2 separate regions of the Mus musculus genome follow, and region 1 is linked to region 2. A link is a contact called in public targeted proximity ligation data. All regions are on one chromosome and are shown on one strand. The core of a region is the stretch at or near the end of the contact, and the rest is flanking DNA. Distances in the headings are between cores, read along the strand shown. Region 1 has its middle 40 kb from the start of Dkk1. Region 2 has its middle 27 kb from the start of Mbl2.

Region 1 (6,887 bases), core at 1,287-3,786, 300 kb before region 2:
AGACAGGAACAATTCTGGGTCAGAGTATTTGACTGTGGGGTGGAACCCCATCCCTCCACTTGATGCCCTGTCTTTCTACTGGAGGGGACTCTATAAGTTCCCTCTCCCCACTGTTGGGCATTTCATCTAAGGTCCCTCCCTTTGAGTCCTGAGCGTCTCTCACCTCCCAGGTCTCTGGTATTTTCTAGAGCATCCCCCTACCTTCCACCCCACCCCCAGGTTGCATATTTCCATTCATTCTCCCATCCCCCTCATACCTGATCATGTTCCCCTTTTCCCATTCCCCTCTCCTTTTCCCCTCAGATCCCTCCCTCCCTCTGCTTCCTGTGATTGTTTTCTTCTCCCTCCCAAGTGAATTGAAGCACCCTTACTTGGGTCCTTCTGCACATTAACTTTCTTGAGTTCTGCATTCATTCATTCGTGTGTGTGTGTGTGTGTGTGTGTGTGTGTGTGTGTGTGAGTGCATGTGTGTGTGTGTGTGTGTGTGTGTGTGTGTGTGTGTGTATCAATGTGTGTGTGTTTGGAATACCCTAATAACCTTTAATTAGTCCCAAACACACACACACACACACACACACACACACACATCTAGCTGTTGATAAGAGCAAGAGATAACCCTGGAAGGAAAGTGGGGAAAGATACATTTGTGCCAAATATTATTAAATGTTAAATTTTAAAAAGTAAGATAAACAATGTGTTTTAAACTATTTTCTTTTCAGAAAAAAAGATGTCTCCACAAGAAACACACACCTCTGGTTATACCACGAGAATCATGATTCGAAGAGGTGAGATGTCAAAGTTTAGTCTGGATTTATTCATCTTTATATATTTACATTCTACAATAAACATATTCTTTTTGTAATTTGAAAGATATGAAATGGGATAAAGTGAAAATTGTTTTTTTAGGTTAAAAAAAAACCAAATTTTGTAACAGATTTAAAAGATGGGGACATGAGACATGACTAACAGAAATGTCCATTGATAGAAACAATGAGAAATGAGACTGAATGGAGATGAGATATGGCTCGGCAGACTGAGCCCTTCTCTCCTAGAAGGCCTGAATTCAGTGCCCAGTGCTCCAAACTGTCTGCAACGCCAGTTCCCAAGAATTCACTGTCCTCTTCTGACCCCCTGTCTGGGCACCAGGAGCACACACATGGGATACAGACGTACATGTAGACTAAACAAAAAATAAATAAATAAATAAATCTTGAGAAAGATAGAATGCAGCCAAGATTTGAGTCTAGAAAAATTATAAAGTGTTTCATGTCCCTTCCTTTTGTTGTTGCCAAAAGAAGAAAGGGCTAGACAGGAAAATATTTATCACCTATATTTGATGAATGGTTATGCCCAGAGTTTAAAACTTTATAAAATGCCATATGTGTTTGAAACCATGAACATTCAGAGAAGATAGGCATTATTATATAAGTTTGTCAGATACAGAAACAGGGGCCCAGGGCTGTCACTATCTTGTGCAAGGTGGTAAAATCAGTGGCAGATCTAAGAGTCAAATCCAGCTCTTTGGGATATGAGGTTTATATTTCGTTCCTTGTGTTACTATTGTCAGAGCTCTATTCTATACACCTATTTCGCTGAAATCACAAGAAAAAAAAAAAAAAAAAAGGAAAGAAAGAAAGAAAGAAACTACGCCCAAAATATTTCTTACCCTACAGAAGCTAGTGAATGTATTTTTGCTAGTAATAAAATTCTCACATCTTCACTACTGCCATTAACTGAGCAAGCCATGTTCATAACAATCCCCTCCAAAAAAAGAGAGTATGCTCTTCTACCATTCTCCACTCAGCTACAAAGCTAAATTCACAACTATTAAACTGTAAACCCTGATCACCCTGTCCACACTTTTTCCCTACAAGACGTAGTATCCATTCAAAAAGCTATCAGAGGAGATAACGCTGTGGATATGCTTAGATGCACACAATAAAGAAGCCAGCCCATTGCTTTTGCCCTGTATCCTTTGGGTTAATATTTAGCAAACTCCCTGCGGGGTTGGAACTTTCTTATGTTGTTTAGCCTTCCCTTCCTAGTCTACAGTGTGGCACCAGCTACTTGCAAGACTCATCCAGTGTTTGCTGAAGACATGAGTGGGAGCGCTCAACCAGACAGGGAGTGTGTAAAAGACAAATGGAATAAAAGTTGGAGTGGACAAATGGGTGATGGCTGAACAAGCAAGAGGGGGTGGGGGGTGGTGATAACAGGAGAGATGACAATGGCCTAGAAAGACTGTCGGAAAGAACTGTGACTGGGCGTTCCTCTCCGCTTTGATGCTAAACACAAGTCCCTGACAGCATCTTGTCATTTAGCCCAAATCCAAATGAATGCTTTGCTTTGCTTACCAGGTAAGCAAATTGAATGAAGAGGAGACACTCTCATCTCCCCAGGACTGTAAGGAAGGAGATGCTGGGAAATGTGTCTCATTATCAAACTTGGGGGAAATCCTCACACCACTTCTGTCTAAACTTGCTAGGTCTCAGAGATTCCATCTAGACACGTGGTATCCTAAGAAGTTAGCTGATAGTGTTACCACAGTGTCAGTCTCCTCATTCTTCTTGTTACATTGTTGCTTCCACTCTGTTGACCTGAAGTAACCTAGAGAGCGGCAGCATAGCCTATTAGACCATATAATCCAGTATGCCCAGAATGTACTAATTATGGGAAGTCCAGGTCATTTATTCTCTTAGTTTAGTTCTTTCTCAAGTTCTATCTACTTCATAATTACACAGCTAAAAACATGATGTTTCTTTCATCTCCTTTTGCTTCTGTAGCAGTAGCATTATCCTGTCTTCACACTGAGCTTCTAAGTATTGCAGTATCTATTCATTAACCCTCCTCTTACCTCCTCCCCTGTCTTTTTGTGTGGCTTCTGTCTCTCCATGCCACCCCTGCAGCAGAAAATGTAGCTGAACTTGAGAATCGTTTGCTTGGGCTAGTATTCTGAACACAGTCCTTTATCCAGAAGTATATGAATCCATGGTTTTAAGCCTTACTTCTTTATTATTTTTTGCTTTATTACTGTGCTATCGGGCCACTAAATGGTACAGACTTCTCAGAAATAACTGTGTTTGATTCCTCTCATAGTAAACATTAATACGGATGCTGTGTTGATAGATTTGATTGTGTTGTACACTTAATAAAAGTTGTATCATACGCTTTATAGTCAGTCATTCATCTTGGTGTCTTTTATTTATCATATTATTCTGAGATTTAGTCCTTTGTAGAATGTATTGACTTCAATCTTCCATTCTCTGCAACTCTTACGTTTTGAAATTCACCTTCAAGTTAATAAACATTTGGGCTATTTTCCGTTTAGATCAGTTATGAGTTATACTACAGTGAGACAAGTTTTGGTGTAGACATGTATTTTTATTTTTATTCGGAATATACCTAGAAGTGTCATTGCTAGATCATGTGGTAACATATTTAAATATCTTAGTGCTGCCAGACTTCCAAAGTGGTTGCAATATTTTCTATACCCTCTAGCAATGTTATAAAAGTCCCTGCTATATCTAGGGGTGGGAAATTGTGAGTTTCCTCGTCCCTCTTAGCATGGGGACTGGTATTACCATTATGTAAGTCTAGTTTAGGCAACTACATAGTTGAGATTTCATGGTGCAGCTCTATGTCATGTCTAAAAGACTTCTTGCAGCAGAAATCCTACTCTTCTGGCTCTTACAGTCTTTCCATCTCTTTCTCTGCGATGTTCCCTGAGTCTTTGATATAGGGTTGTGTTGTAGATGCACTAGTTGGGTCTACACAAGTTATCCAATCCCAAGCAGTCATCCCTAATCCCATATACACCTGAGAATGAGAATTATGTGTCTAACATTACTAATTATACAAAAGAGGTCATGAATCTGAGAAAGAGAGAGAGGGAGAGAGAGAGAGAGAGAGAGAGAGAGCTGGAAAGAAATTGAGGTGAGGGGTCAGGAGGAAATGATGTGAATATAATGTACCGGTATATGAATTTCTCAAAAAATTAAAAGAAAAACATCTAGTTTAGGGCCAGTTATATGATGCATGGGGTAAAGCACATGCTTACAGAGCTTAAACCCTGAGTTCCATCCCTGGTTGATACCCGTATGGTGGAAGGGGAAAATCGTCACCCACAAGTCATGCTCTGATCTACACAGAGAGAGAGAGAGACAGACAGACAGACAGACAGAGACAGAGACAGAGACACACAGAGAGACTAAGCTCTAGTTCACATTTCAACTAACATTGTTGTTTTTCAATAACAGCCATTTTATTGTGATGTATCCAGTTAGGTTTCCCCTGATGACTAAAGAGAACAAGTCTTTTCTTGTGTTTGCTAGTCCTTAGTATATAAAATGTCTACTCCAATCATTTCTTTTTTAGAGAAATTAGTTATAATGGGCCTTATTGAGTTAGAAAAGCCAATTATTATTATGGATTTGCAAATATTCTCTCTCATTCCACGATTTGTCTTTTTATTTTACCTTTAATACTAAATTTAAAATGTTTACATTGTTAGATCACGTTATTTACCAACTAAAAATTTTACTTAGCATGAATTTTGTTTAAGAATTGATTAATTGGCTAATAAAGTTATACAATTTTTCTCCTAGAGACTTTAAAATTGTATTCCCTCCCAATGTACCCATTTTTACCACGAACTAACTTTTTTTTGTTTATTCATCTGTTTTACTCTGGGTATCCCATTGCCCCAAAATTACTTGTTAAACAAATAATCCTTAAATTTGCTGGTTGAAAACATTTTGAAAATTCATGGCATCTCACAGGGTTTGGGTGTTTTCATAATATCTGAGGAATCGATTCAAAGTGTAGCCTGTCCTGAAGGCTTTCACACCCACAAGCCCGGGGGTCCATCAGGACTGAACACACCATATTGTCTTTCAAGCCCTATCACTCTGTGTCTCAGTCAAACACCAGAGACTTGATTTCTAGCACAGATTTCCATGATTTCCAGGTAAAGACACATATACAGTTTACAGCACGATGTCCTCACATTTGTTTAAACCTGACTCATGCATGCACAACTCCACTTTCATGCAAGCCCCCAGGAAGCCTTCCATTCTACTGTCTGTGACCAGTCCTCCCATGTGAGTCCATGGTCTCTAATCTGTCCCTAGATTGAGTACCGTTTCCTACCTTACATTATAATTATTTCTGAATATACCTTATAACTCCATGGTGGAGCTTAATATTTTTGAACAGTAAGTTTGATTTGTGTTTAGCTGATTTTTTACTCTCTAGGTTTTTAATGAATGAAAATGTAAACATGTAAACATGTAAATGAATCTTCCCTGTTGGTTTAATGGTAAACTATTTGTTGACAGTCAGATTTGTATTATCTGAACCCAAACCCCAAGAACACACACACACACACACACACACACACACACACACACACACATGCAAATCACCACTTCTTAGGGAGATGTTTCAACTACCTTTTTATCAAGAGGGGGTCATCCGGTCAGACGAAAACACATTTACATTTACCAGAAGGGTTGAAGCTTATCTTTTGCTTCCCGTGTGCTCAGCCTTTAGTTAGAACATAAAGATCAAAGGGTTTTGCTTTCCTGAAATTAACTGTAACATATTTCAGAACCTAAATGTGACGAGCATTGTATCTGTTTGTGAATTGTGAATGTTACCCAGTTATTCATTTGGATATTTTGAGACAGACACAAGGGAAATTACAGATGGTTATAAGTAGTACCCTTGGTCAGTTAATACAGCTTGCTTCAAGTAGCCAGATTTGAAACCACAATTTTTCTTTAGAATCTGTGCTCATGTGATTTTTTTTCTAGAAATACCTTAATAACCTCTCCATAGAGCCAAGAACCCCTCCCCCACCCCACTCCCCCTTCGCTCTTGAAAACTCTAACAGCTTAAGTGAGCATTTGCAGGGGAAGGATCGAGGAGGAAGGCAGGTCTTTTCAGAAGGGAGGTGGAAATTTAGGATTACAGAGGGAGACTTAAGTAGGTTGATTTGGAGACAGAAAAAAGAAGATCAGAGCAGGGAGGGAAGGATTATAGGAGAAAGAAAGGAAGAGATGAGGTGAAGAAGCGAATGAACTCTCTCCACAGCTTAAAGAAGCTTTAGGCAATTATCTGAATGTTGGAGGGAATTATCTGGGCCACACACACATCTGAATTGGTTGAGCTTCCTCCACTGTGGCTTGCACGGTAAACTTGCTCTCTTGTGCCGTGAGTGGCTTGCAGGTTAAAAAAAAAAAAAAGAAAAAAAAATCAGTGAAATCTTCAAAGTCAGTCTGTCCACCAAAGCATTCGGGGCCTTTTTACAGCTTTTCCATCTGTTTCCTAGACTGTCTCTAGGGAAGCAAACTTTGGACATTTTGTTCGCTGTCTGAACATGGGGATCACTTTGTCAAAAGGACAGAGAGCACTTTGGCCCACCATTTTACTGATTACTTTCAGAAAGCCTTCCTTTGACAATTAAAATTAACTAAGCAACTCACAGATATGCTTTTTAATTGAATAAGTAGATTGATGATGATAATTTTTTTAACCAGGGGAGGTTATGAAAAATCTGATGAATCACTTAGTTTTATGTATTTTGATGTCGATCAGGATCTTAAGAGATTAAGACGTGATTAAAAAATGGAAACTACTAGGATAGTCTGAATGTACATTAGAACCACTAAGGAAAAGGAAACCGAAAAAAAGAATAGCACAAATGTGTCACGTAAAGTAGTGCAAATTCCCCACTTGTTGACTTCTGCTTAAGTTGCTTAAGTATATTCCTGTTTGAGGTCATGTGTTACTGGTTGTGTTAACACCAAACATGAGGATTCTAGATTTCCTCTATCATAAACAAACCTTCCTCACTATATTATATAGAATCCATACATATGCGTGCG
Region 2 (7,379 bases), core at 1,198-3,697:
TGGCTGTCATAAGACTGACGAATTTCCCTTGAATCACTCATTCATTCTTTATAGATACACATCTGTTCTTTTATAAATTCCCACAAAGCAAAGGAGAGGAAAAAGAATGAATTCATTTGGTTGGAAAAGCTTTTTGTCTCTGTTCCTGTGAACTGCAGAGTGTAAACATTTGTATGAAATAAACTAGCAGTTTTGTTTATGTTTTTTTTTTCTGTTCGTTTCTTGGTTTCTCGAGACAAGATTTCTCTGTACACCCCCGGCTATCCTGGAACTCACTCTGTAGAGTAGGCTGCCTTCAAACTCAGAGATTTGCCTGCCTCTGTTTCCTGAGCACTGGGACTAAAGGCATGTGTCACCATTCAAGGCAACAAATCCCTTTCTTAAGGAAAGAAAGGAGCTGGGCGTGGTGGTGCACGCCTTTAATCCCAGCACTTGGGAGGCAGAGGCAAGCGGATTTCTGAGTTCGAGGGAGCCTGGTCTACAGAGTGAGTTCCAGGACAGCCAGGGCTACACAGAGAAACCCTGTCTCGAAAAACCAAAAAAAAAAAAAAAAAAAAAAAAACAAAACAAAACCAAAACCAAAAAAAAAAAAAATTATGGATATGTGGACTTGATTATAGTTCACGTCAGGTATAACGTGTTGACATACCTCTGCTGCACACATACACACAACCGGCTCCATCTACTGAAGGACCTCCACCCCTTTTGGTGACAATAAGATCTTTAAATCTCATTGTAACAGGTATGGCTATGATTCCTACCAGCAATGGCAAAACCTTGACCAGTTAACCCCAGGTTGAACAGGGCATTGGTAGCAGAGTTGAACAAAATCTTCAGGGTAGGCCTCTTTGAAAGAATGAGACTTGAGCAAAGTAGATAAAGTGATTAGGAAAAAAAAAAAAAAAAAAAAAAAAAAAAAAAAAAAAAAAAGAATGCTCCAGGCAAAGACGATGCTGAAGAGACTCCAGGAGAGACATAGAATATGGTCAGTACAGCCTAGAGGAGTGGAGGGAAGTAGAGATGAAGGCTGGGTTTAGAGGGCTGTGCTGGATCATGAGACCCACCACTCACCTCCCCCACCCTGTAACTTTGAGGCTCATTATGAATTATACAACCTCAGCTTGTCCCTCATAAGCCAGGGCTCTGTGTCTGTGTAGCATTCTTTACCCAGGGAAGCAGTTCAGCAATGCTGCCTGTCTGTCTGGTGGTGTCTATCTGGGTCTCATTTGGAACTGAACTCCAGTGGGGAAGGGTGTTTCTTTCCTATGTGCCTAGAGCCTTCAAATGGAACCATCTGTGCACCTCAGGCTCCTCTCATGAACAGGTACTTCAGCCAAATGCCCCAAGGTTTCTGCAGTACAGATGCTGTGTCCAGACCCCAGTGACTTCCTAGCCTCACTTCAATCCCAGCTGTCAAGCTTGTGTTTTAAACGCCTACTGGTCCCTGGCTGTTAGTGAGTTCTCTGCTTGCCCCCCATGCCACAGCTGCTGTGGGTTTGCTACAAAGAGGTGGAAACATCTGAGTTGTGCACTTTCTGACCTGAGTGCCCAAAAGTCATGGAGCAAGGCTCTGCCACAAGAGGATTTCAGGAATGGTAAGGGCAATAGGCTCTGGCCCCACACTGTGAATAGGGACTGTCACACAGTGTCTTAGTTTGCTTCCTATTGCTGTGATGAACACCATGACCACAAGCAGCCTAGGGAGGAATGGGCTTGTTTGGCTTAAAGGTTACAGTCCATCATCAGGAAGTGGGCAGGGACTAGAGGCCTGAACCTGAAGGCAGAACCTGAAACAGATCATGGGGGGAAACATTGCTTAATGGCTTTCTCCCCATGTCTTGCTAAAAAGGCTTTCTTATACAACCTAGGACCACTTGCTGAGGGCAGTGGGCCACTGGGCCCACCTATATCAATCATTAATTAAGAAAGTGCCCCCACACATTTGCCTACAGAACAATCTTATGAGGGCATTTTCTCCGTTGAGGGTCTCTCTTCCCAGATGACTCTAACTTGTGTCAAGTTGACAGAAAGCTGAGCTGCCCACATGGTGATGGGCCTGAGTGAACAAGCAAAGTGACAGAGGGCAAATCTGAGTGTGGGTGGTTGGGGAAGGCGGGCAAACAGGAGCATCATAGAAAAGACTCAGGCCCTCTCCCTGGCTTCACAGCTACACAACGGCTGCCGAGTCTCCCATAGTCCAGTGTTTGGCTTTCTAGAACATTCCCGGTTCTGGAAACCTTCAGGTTGAAGAAACACTCTGGGCTGTCACTGGCAGTGCAATATTCTGACAATAGCTTTTACATCCTATGAGACCAGAACTTTTGCTGGACCTCACAGCCAAAGTTAATAATTTACCTTGAAGTCACTTAAGACTGCTAGCCTACTGTGTACTCAGCCTGACTGTTTAGCCTGCCTTTAAGAGAACAATGTATCAACAATCTTACTTGCCTTGAGTTTCCCACATAATCAGTTTTTACAACCTAAGTTAAAGTGTAGCTGCTATCTTAAGTCATGTACTCCTGCTTGCTCCTGACCCAGAACAATGCATGTGTATCAACTCCCTGAAAGCAGCAAATATATCAACTGAAAGCAAATTTCCTAAAATCTACCATCCATCTAGGGGCATTGGTGGATAAACAATGATATTTGTTATCTGGGTCAGTTGGGACAGTTGGAGCCAGCGACTTAATCTCTGTAAAACTCTGTTAAAGATTTCTATGAACTACCACATGCCTTCCCTCATGTGATGCCCTCTCTGCTGTTCAATACAGAGCAAAGCCCTTTGTTAAAAGACATATATCAGCCAGGCGGTGGTGGCGCACGCCTTTAATCCCAGCAATCGAGAGGCAGAGGCAGGCGGATTTCTGAGTTCGAGGCCAGCCTGGTCTACAGAGTGAGTTCCAGGACAGCCAGGGTTATACAGAGAAACCCTGTCTCGAAAAACCAAAAAAAAAAAAAAAAAAAAGGCATATATCACAGACAGAGTAGAGAAAGAGAGAACCATAGACACACACACACAGCTCATACAACAGACATCACACACACAGACATAGACACAGGGACACACAGATTCACAAACTCTTCAGGCAGGCCCAGATTCGGACTCCCACAAGCGATGGACAGAAGATGGATGGCAGGGAGCATGAACTAGAAAATACAAATCTGCACTCCTGTGTAAACCACTCCAAGGGGAAGTGGTTTTTTTATTGCTTTCCTTTAACGTGGCACGAAGGCATTACCCACTGGAGTCCATCACTAATGCATTACAATCTGTGCACAGCACCACCCTGCAGACTGGATGCGATTCTCCCTTCCCTTCCCTGATATGACATATGAAAAGCACCCTCTAACAGCATGAGGTGGGACGCTGACCTCCAGGACTCCAATCCCACAGCTTCCGTGCCAACACTTATTCTGCCATGAATGATTAGTGTGAGGATCAAACACTCTGCATGGAAAATGATCAACACCCACCCTGTGCTCATGTGACTTGTCCACTGATTACACTAGCACAGAAATACATGTCTAGTATCCACCACCGTGCAGTAGGTGACTGGCAAAAATGGGATATGGCTTCAACTGAAGAAGTCAAAGGGACATATCTCAAGACAACAGACTATATTGCAATCTAAAGGACTATTGTATTTGGGGGGGGGGTGTCCAGTGCTGGAATGATCCCAGGTCCTTGCACATGTTTGGTGAGTGGTCTACCACTGAACAAATTCCTCAGTCCTCAGATTAATTTTTTATTGGGGGAGGAAGGATAGGAACAGAGTTTTGGATCTTGGGCCTCATGCATGCCAAGCAAGCACTCTATACCCCTGAGCTGCAGCACACAAAAGATTTTGATGAGAGGGATTGGTCTGTGCAGTGCTGTAAGCTCAGGTTCCCATCTCACGTCAATGTCCTGAAATCGTAAATCTGGTATCCAAAATCAAAACGGTACATGTGCGGTTTGTGAAAACGAACACTAGATGGCAGCATTCCGGCAGGATGAGCTGAATCTGCCCAAACTCCCTGCTCAGGTCGTCCCATAAGGCCACACAAACTCGAGACCCTCAGGTCATCTGGAATGCCTCAGCTGGAAACACAGTTAGGGAAAATGACTTGAAATTGCAATTACTACATGACGAGAGAGATGAGGGGAGACGTTTGTGTCCAGCACTCAATGTTCTGAGCACTTCTTTTTCAAAGAGCAAATAAGGGCTTTGCAGTCCCAATAGGACCCACCTAGAAGTGTCCTTATGTAAATGCATACTCACATATATACAGACACATAAGCATATCTTCTACTGAGGCAAAATAAACAAGAGGTAATTGTAGCTTCACTGTAGTGAATGGATCATGGATCCTTAATCTCGTTTCTCTTTATTCTCGTTCATGTTTTCAACAGCAATTTCCTTTTTAAATTTTCTTTTGTATTTATTGATATTGTTGTATATATTCGAGTCCTTTGCCTGAATGTGTGTATGTGATACACAATACCAGCAGTGCCTGCAGTAGCCAGCAGTGGGTGTTGGACCTCTTGGAACTAGAGTTGTAAATGGTTGTTAGCAAGCATGTGGGTGCTGGGAACCAAACCCAGGCCCTGTGCAAGAGCAACAAGTGCTCTAACTGCTGAGCCATCCAGCCCCTCAACAACTATTTCTTAAGTACACCGAGAGCGAGGCATTAAGTGTGAGCCACTCTCTCAAAACCCAAAACCAGCTCGAGACAGAGGGTGGCTGATCTGTGCGTGCTTTAAAAGCTTTTGTTGTAAAACCATCTGCTGAGGCCCTGAGTTTGGTTCATAGAACCACCATGGTGGAAGGAGAGTACCAGCTTCCACATGCACACACACACACACACACACACACACACACACACACACACATATGTGGATCTCTGTGAGTTCCAGACCAGCCTGATCTACATAGTGAGTTCCAAGGCAGCCAGAGCAACATAGTGAGACCCTGTCTCAAAAGAAAAGAGGAGAGGAGGGGAGGGGTTGAGGGGAGGGGAGGAGAGGGGAGAAGAGGGTAGGGGAGGAGACACATATACACATATACATACATACATATATACATACATTCATACATGCATATGTGGGGGGTGGGCAATGTGGTATAAGTTCCTCAACTTAATTCCAGCTGTTTTTGTTTTGTTTTTTTGTTTGTTTGTTTGTTTGTTTGTTTGTTTGAGACAGGGTTTCTCTGTACATCCCTGGCTGTCCTGGAACTCACTTTGTAGACCAGGCTGGCCTCGAACTCAGAAATCCGCCTGCCTCTGCCTCCCGAGAGCTGGGATTAAAGGCGTGTGCCACCACTGCCTGGCTAATTCCAGCTGTTTTGAAAGTGAAGGGCAGGAAAGCAGGAAGATCCTGAGTTCCACACCAACCTGGGAAATGTAGTGAGACCTCCTCTTTTCTCCCCCAAGATTAACCAGATGTATTTTCCAGAAAGCCAATATTATGTGTGCATTAGAGGATAGTAGAGTTGTGATAGGCCAGATGAAAAAGCATCTAGGCACAGTTTAACAAAACACACGAAGTCCTGAGAGTGTGGGGCTAGAAAGCAAGTATCAAGTCTGGTGGAAATACATATAAATAGAGCCTGTCCCATTTTTAGACAGTGTGTTGCTATGTAGCCAGAGCTGACTGTGGCTCTTGTTAACTCATGATTCTCCTGTCTTAGTGCCATACCCTCCCAAATGCTGGGTTACAGTTAGAGACCACCATGCCAGGCTAGCAGTCATTTTTAAATATTTGTGTATTTTGAGATTCTCTTTCCTCCCTCCATCCCCTCCTACATAACCCCTGACACTGGTATTTTTCAAATCTATGGCCCCTTTTTCTTTCTTTGTTGTCCCATATATACATACGTACATAAACATACAAGATACATTTCTAAATATATAAATACAACCTGCTCAGTCCATATAATGCTACTTGTATCTATGGTGTGGGCTGACCGTTAGTATTGGATAACCAGCTGGTGTGTTCTTCCTTGGGGAAGACTATTTCTCCCATTCTAAGCATTGCTCAGCTGCCTGTAGTTCTTTGTCTAAGGTTGAGGTATCATGGGCTTTCCCCCTCCCACATTACCAGGTCTGTTGGCGCCCTCTTTGTTCAGGTCATGTTTAGGTAGCCCTGGTGGCGAAATCTCATCTCTGGCATTTCTAGAAGACACAATCTCCTAGCAAACTCCCTGTTTCTCTGGCTCTTATACTCTTTCCACCTCCTCTTCCACAATGATTCCTGATCCCTAGGGGCAGGAACTATGTTGTAGATGCCTCACTATGGACCGGGCCCCACAATGGCATTTAGGTTGATTAGAGCTCTCTATAATGTTCTCCATCTGTTGCAGAGAGGAGTTTCTTTTCTTTTTCTTTTTTTTTTCTTTTCATTTTGGTTTTGGTTTTTCGAGACAGGGTTTCTCTGTGCAGCCCTAGCTATCCTGGAACTCACTCTGTAGACCTTTCTGGCCTCGAACTCAGAAATCTGCCTGCCTCTGCCTTCCGAGCGCTGTGATTAAAGGCGTGTGCCACCACGCTCGGCTTTTTTGTTGTTGTTTTCTTTGTTGTTGTTGTTTGTTTTGTTTTGTTTTTGTTTTTGTTTTTGTTTTTGTTTTTTTCGAGACAGGGTTTCTCTGTGTAGACCTGGCTGTCCTGGAACTCACTCTGTAGACCAGGCTGGCCTCGAACTCAGAAATCCACCTGCCTCTGCCTCCCAAGTGCTGGGATTAAAGGCCTGTGCCACCACGCCTGGCAGGAGTTTTCTCAATGAGGGCTGAGCACTACACTCGCCTGTAAGTGCAAGAGTAAATAGTTAGAATATAGTTAAGGGTTTTGCTGGTTTGGTTAAGTGCATTTTCTTGCACATACAAACTGCTTAATGTGTGGAGTTTAGAGTCGGGTCTGATGAAACTGAGCAGAAGGGCCGTGACAGTTCCCCAGCCTGTCGAGCTGCCTTTGAAGATGCAGCAAGTGTTCTGATGGACGGCGACACTGTGCAGGCCACTCAACAGTCGCTGCAACCTTTCACATACAGTTCAGTCACTACCTGGGCACAACCCTAAGAGGTGGAAGTCTTTTATGGCACAGAGTCTCTGCTCTGTCTGGAAGGGTTGTGTTCCGCCTGTGACCGATGTTTTGCCCTTCCTGAGCTTTGCTGACCCTCAGTGTACTCTCCCACAGGGCTGATGGACTTGGAAGAGACGGAGAGGTGTGAATGATTAATAGGAAAGGATTCATGACGCCACGGCCAGTGAGACATTGCTGGAGCAGGGCTGTACAGATAGTGAAGGGAGCCTGTCTGCACTGAAGTGCGAGTTTTCATTTTAAAGAAAGAACATCATAAGCCAGCACTCAAGAGTTTCTGCAAAGGGGAGAGTGGAGGAAAA

Evidence for each region.
Region 1: a targeted proximity ligation map of extraembryonic endoderm stem cells shows a contact between it and region 2. A contact is called at or near these places in 1 of 484 Hi-C or Micro-C datasets (extraembryonic endoderm stem cells), 2 of 130 datasets of targeted methods (embryonic stem cells and extraembryonic endoderm stem cells) and 1 of 9 other capture datasets (embryonic stem cells).

The regions. Positions count from the first base shown.
Region 1 is chr19:30,505,835-30,512,721 of GRCm38.p6, reverse strand. No RefSeq gene overlaps it. Among named protein-coding and RNA genes, the nearest start is that of Dkk1, 40 kb to the left of the region's middle.
Region 2 is chr19:30,202,194-30,209,572 of GRCm38.p6, reverse strand. No RefSeq gene overlaps it. Among named protein-coding and RNA genes, the nearest start is that of Mbl2, 27 kb to the left of the region's middle.